Regions from separate parts of the Zea mays genome. Here region 1 is linked to region 2. The links are chromatin contacts, called in public Hi-C maps. All regions are on one chromosome and are shown on one strand. Each heading gives the region's core, a stretch centred on a gene start, on an enhancer-like site or on the middle of the called end of the contact. The rest is flanking DNA. Distances are from core to core; before and after follow the strand shown.

The links. A called contact is a pair of places that touch in the nucleus more often than the background predicts.
Region 1: a contact with region 2 is called in a Hi-C map of leaf, with 7 times the contacts expected there. The contact joins the promoter of LOC103642619 here to the enhancer-like site in region 2. A contact is called at or near these places in 3 of 25 Hi-C or Micro-C datasets (ear, leaf and tassel).

Annotation. Positions count from the first base shown.
Region 1 is chr10:92,184,840-92,188,136 of Zm-B73-REFERENCE-NAM-5.0, forward strand. It overlaps LOC103642619, which reads right to left and starts at 1,373. Exons shown (of 3, transcript XM_008665850.1): 1 at 1,040-1,373; 2 at 881-954. The coding sequence starts at 1,373.
Region 2 is chr10:92,050,840-92,053,693 of Zm-B73-REFERENCE-NAM-5.0, forward strand. No RefSeq gene overlaps it. Among protein-coding and RNA genes, the nearest start is that of LOC100278365, 17 kb to the left of the region's middle. Within about 2 kb of position 1,557, at least 4 of the 20 cell types and tissues checked have an H3K27ac peak or open chromatin away from gene starts, as enhancers often do. A contact at or near this core is called in leaf, where this site is marked.

The DNA.
Region 1 (3,297 bases), core at 123-2,622, 130 kb after region 2:
ACATGCAACTAATATAAGAAACAAATGGAATAATGTATGAGATGGGTGAACAAGAACGAACCATGATTCAATAAAATAGTTAGTTGCCCCTGTGTTACTATGTTTCTATATTCACAATATTTATAATATCTATCCTTTATAGAACATACACAAATATGAGCTCTTATGGTTTCAGGATCACTCAAGTCTCCCAAGTGTATATCGAAGAAGTTTGAGAAAAGTCCCAATGATGAAGGTGGAGAGAGCTCATAGATTATGCGGTACAGTGACATTGGTGGGACTAACTCCATCAACGTAATCAAGCTTCCTGAAGCACAAGAAGAAAAGGAAAATTAAGTCAATGTAGTTTTATTTTCCAATTTGTACAACAACAACCATCTTAAAAAGCCTTTCTCAATAAAACTGTGGGTGGTACCGTCTTACCAACAATGGTGCCAAATGTAACCAACAAGAACTGTTTCAGGCCTAGATTTAGTGCATCCGACTCTTTCGCTCTTTCTAGTCCAGAATTAATCCAATTGGAACACTTTTGCCTAGAACGCTTCTTCTCCTTGCTCGGCAGCCTAGGATTGGAAAAGGTTGTTTGAGAAAAATATGAGTTACAGGCTTACAACTTCAGACATGTGATAGCCAAACCTGAATCAACTAAAAGCATGTATGAACAAATGCAAAGAACCATCTTGATAGCGAACTTACAAACACAAAGAATAATCAACCAAAGGCATGTCTTACTGCTTCTTTATAAGCTTTCTCAAATTACAGTCTTGCTACCAAAATAAGAACCATTCACTGTATACAATAAGAAGCTCTAGTAAATGGCAGAGTAGTAGTAGTAGTCAAAACTGACCGATTGCGCTGATTCAAACACTACTCTGGATACCTGCAGAGTAAAACATGCACTGCTAGTATAGCAGTAGCTGTCATTCTTCCCTAACCTCATAGTCAAGCCCCTTTCTGCATATTATTCAGATAACACAATATTTATCACTCAATTGGTAACCATCAGTGTGTATAACACAATATTTACCAAAATAAGAACCAACGTCGCCGGTATGGGGCCGGTGAGGCCGGGGTTGGACTTGAGCACAATCTGCTCGAGCGAGGACGACGACGTGAACAGCGCGGTCGACGTCGAAGCAGACGAAGACGGAGAGCATCCGGAGGTGCGGCAGGCCGCGCAGCGAGGCGGGGTCGAGCCTGGCCCCGGGCCTGCAGGGCGGGGTGGTGACGTCGGGGGCCAGGTGGAGGCGGGTGGTGTGGAGCACGCGTGCGTCGTCGGGCGCGAGCTCGCACTGCAGGCCCGGCAAAGGCGTGTCGGTGTAGGGTCGCGGGTGGAGCTGCGGCCACGCCGGGTCGCCGAGGAGGTCCGCCATCAACCGGAAGATGGCCGCCAGCTCCGCCCCCGGCAGCTCTGGCGCCGGCGCGTCCCATCCAGGGATTGCGGGTGATGGGGATCGCAGCTAGGAGGGTGAGGAGGGCGCGATGGGGAGCGAAGCAGAGGGGGAGGATGTCGGGGGTGTGGGGGGAGAGGGCAGAACCGTGCACCGTGAACGCCTACACTATAGTCTTAAGTAGTAGTAGAGATTTGTCACCTATTGTGGAGCTTCACCCGAACCATCAGACCAGCCCCCCGTGCGCCCTCTTACCAGGCATATACACCCCACGCACGTGACCCATGTCAGACTAAAATGCACGTGATCCTCCTAAGACCGGCTCCAACGGAGCCCCCTTCTTCCTCCCCTAACAAAACGGCGTGTATGACTCCTCCCCTCCTTGTTGCAACCTAACTCCCTCCCTCCCCCTCATTTGGGTGTGTGAGGGATTTCACCGTGTGGAGAGGGGGAGCTCTAATCTCCCCCACTTCATTAATCAGTAAAATTAAATGTAGAATTAATTGTTTTCAATTTTAAGTACCAGATAACAATGTGTAGTATGATATTATAAATATTCTATAAATTTTAAAACTCCAAAAACTGATATATAAAAGTAAAATATTTCACATAAAGTGTAAAGGGTGGGCCTGATAGGGAGAATGGATTGAGAGGATGAGAAAGAGAGGGAGAAATGAAAGATGGGGATATATTTAAAAATGAATAAAAGTACGAATAGGGGAAAAGTGAGGGGGAATGGTTGGAATCAGTATAAACAGATTTGATTATGATTTTACATCGAAACCAGTAATAAAACCGGCGGCTCCGATCCCAAAAAAGACCTAACAACCTCGATCATAATATGCGCAACCATTTTCGCTTCTTCCTTCTGTGCCTCTACCGAAAAGATCGCCTTAACTACCTGCAAATAACATATTCTCCCATATAGGGCTGGATAATGAGCCAGCTCGGCTCGTTTTGGTTCGTCTCGTTCTAGCTTGTTAGTGTAACGAGCCAGCTCGGCTCGACTCATTATAATAACGAGCTAAATGTCTAGCTCGACTCGACACGTTAGCCAGCTCGAGCTGGCTCGATAAGCTCGTGAGCCATACTAACAAAAAAACACGAATTCATGAATATACAAGCATAGAAGTGTATAAACATGTATATAACAATAGCATATATTGTAAAATAAGAAAATAAATATTTAAACCACTTCCATAATACATAGTTTAATACTTCCATTCCATATCTCCATATCTAATCTAGGCTAATCTAGGAAGCACTCTATCAATCCAAAATATTAATATGCAATACGAGTATGCAGCCACATGTGACATGCCCACATATCAACTTGCACATCAAATACAACAATCCATCATAGGCTCATAATATATGGACTTAACCACATCAATTTCCACTCTCTAGTTAAAAAGGTCACCAAGAGATAATTTTAAAGCTAGCATGAAAATAGACACAAAGACAAAATCTATTTGTCCTCCACTCTAGGTATCCAATGGTACATTCTCTTAAACCTGATATGTAAGCACCAACATCAAATGAGTACATCTTTAATTGAAATTCAATATACAGTTCTGCAATAAACAAGTAAAATGTTGAATACATAGTAGCTACTTGCCACCACACATTGTTTCAACGATGATTTGTTAGGGCTCGGGACTCAAGAGCCACAAGGTCGAAGACTCACAACGCAGGCCGTCGACCGTAGAATCACGGTCCACTGACTCACCGTTTTGTAGGGTGAAAATGATTTGTCCATCTAGATGTCTTAGGGTTTCTTCTTGGGCTTTTTAAGCTGTGTGTGCTATTGGGTTGTTGACTTAGCTCGTCTAGCTCACGAGCCAGCTCGAGCCAACTCATTAACGAACCGAGCTAAAACACTGGCTCAGCTGGTTACAAAATTCAA
Region 2 (2,854 bases), core at 307-2,806:
TGAATCAAAAAGTCCATAACCAATGTTCCACATCATTCTTTTTGAAAACAAAGGATTTTTCAGTTTCTAAGCAGGGTTAAGCATTATCAGTTCTTTTTTATAAATCAGGGATCAAGGTATAGTATTCAAATTCCAAGGAATGGCAATGCATCAATTGTTCATCACACAACTCCTATCACATAATTCATCATTTAAGGTGATAAAGCATTTAAAACACAAGGAATGGACAAATGCATCGGGGCTTGCCTTTGTTGCAGAGAAGATCCAAAATCCTTCTACAAGATAACCAGTTAGATGGAACCCCACCAATGGATATTCAGGCATTGGAGCAAATTTCTCTTCGATGTCCCCTTATTCAGGGATCTCTACATGAGATAACATGCTTATGAATGCTTGTGCAATGCCATGAAAATACAACTTGCATAGAGGGTAACAAATACTATATCTAGAATACACCTACAAGCTATCATCACAAGCGACGGGTCATCAGGGAGCTAATCCTTTTAAGACTTCACCCAAACACCTCAACTTAATAAGTAACATTATCTCATCACTAAGACATTAGATGCCCTAATTACCCAAGGATGAAACCATTTTATCGATTTTGAGAAATAATTAATTTGCTAAGCAAACCATGTCCAAACAGCTTCAAACTTAACCCAAGAGTTAATACAGCGAAGAGAAGCTTACACAAAATTTTCCACAATTTTTAGTGCTCAATTTTCATTGAATGATTTGTTTCGCTAATGACAAAAGTCTTTATAATTAAGTGAATATTTGATGAATAAATAAATGCACCCCAAAATGAACTGCACCCTATAGCGAGTGGATCTAAGCCTACGTAATACCGAAGTCGAGGGGAGGTTCGTCAAAATAGTGACGAAACCGCCTTCGGCAACACACCAAGCATCAGGCGAACATCACCCGAGACTTCATTTTTCACCATTTAACTCCTCTTGTCCGCTAATTAAACAACTGCGACACATATGCACAATCATAAGGTCCGATCCAATGGCGCAAGTCATAAGCCGATTTTAAACATTCGCGGAACAATTTTTCCTCGGGCACTCACAACCATGCTCCCGATTAATTCAAACGCACACAACCACGCCACCAACCAAGGCGCAACTATCGAACGACAACCAGACATATTTGCGACACCTACAATAATTCTGTTTATTGAACACTTATCTATGTCTAGCACGGCTGGCGACAGACTTGAAGAAAATGAAGCGTGAGTAGCGAGGAGCGCGACGAAGTCGAAGGAGAGGCTGTGGGTCGTGGAAATCGACGACGTGAAGGAGTTGCGGGGTCGAGTATGGCCGGCGAGGAGACGACGATGACGATACCACGACGCGTGTGATGGACAAGCACGCGACGAAGCGTTTGCTAGCGAGCTCCACCGAGAGCGCGGCACGACAGTAGACGGCGGGGACAGCGACGTGGTGACGAGAAGCACAGCTGGTGCTAGGGCGGGACGGCGTAACCAAGAACTGGGGCGTGATGGGGAGGGAGCTCGACAGTGAGGAGCTTGGCTGGACCTGGAGAAAACAGCCGGCGAACAGGGCAGGGAACACGGCTGGGAGGGCGCTCTCGGCTGGGGTTCACTACCAGGCCGACGTCCAAGTTTCAAGTCCTCGACCATTTGAATACGCACAGGGGCAGCCACGTGCCAGAACACGGGCGAGAAACATGTAGAGGCTTAGCGACGAATGACACGAGATAGCGGCAAAGGGTGAACGAGAAACGTGTAGAGGCTTAGCGACGAATGACACGAGACAGCGGCAAAGGGTGAAGCAGGCACATTGGTGACTCAAATTTGGATAAGCACGGATCCATAATAACACGAGCTGGGCCAGGGTCTTCAATCCTTTATTGATCAGCTTATCTAGGAGCACCCACCCAAAGGCCCTGCATGGAGTGGAGAGAAAACACTAGCGTCAGTCCCAGCGTTCGCTGCTGCAGAAAGCTTCAGAAACCAGAAGCTGAACTCCACAATTCTTGACTGAACCTCTATTGTTATCCTGCCAAAATCTCCCAATCTAAATTTTAAACTGTGAACAAAGCACTGTATCAAGCCTGAACCTAAAACTTCCAATCAGATTTTTCTCTCATTTCCCTATGCTGGCTTGATACACTTTCTTACTAGGAGTTGCTCTTCTATGATCACTCTCCAACTTTACTTTAAAGAATACCAGCTAAAACTCAACAAACTTGTTATGGAACTCCAAAGTTGTAGCAACACCACCGAGCTGCAGCAATTCAGCTAACTGAATTTCATGCAGCACACACCTATTTGACAGAGCAGCTCTGAGCTCAATTTAGTCACAAATCTTTTTTGGAAACATGGAGATCTCCGTTAACCAAACTTGTTGAAAACATATAGCTCTACAATTTTTCTGCAGACACCTGTGGTCTAAAGCTCACAAATTGAGAGCTATAGCGCTCCAAAGTTAGGTGAAAATACTGCTGCTCTGCTTGAGCTAACTGAACCTGAAACTGCACATCACATGCCTGACAGCGATAGTTCAAGCACATTTTACTCCACTTTTCATGCAACATCAGGCCAGACACACTTCAACAAACTTGCTCACCATTCTATGTTCTTTAACTTTTTTATAGAGACTACAACCCATAACTCCATGGATTAGTGATAAGAAAGCTCCAAAGTTGAGCAAAACTCACTAAAATTCAGTTTCAGTGAACTGAACTAAGTCTGAAACTCAAAGTTTGACAACATGTTTTTGGATACCATTTTCTCCCATTTCTAGGAAAGATCAGGGGGATTCACCTTAATGAAAATTACTCACCACACTACCCTCTAACAGTTTTCTATAGAGAGTGCAGGCCATAA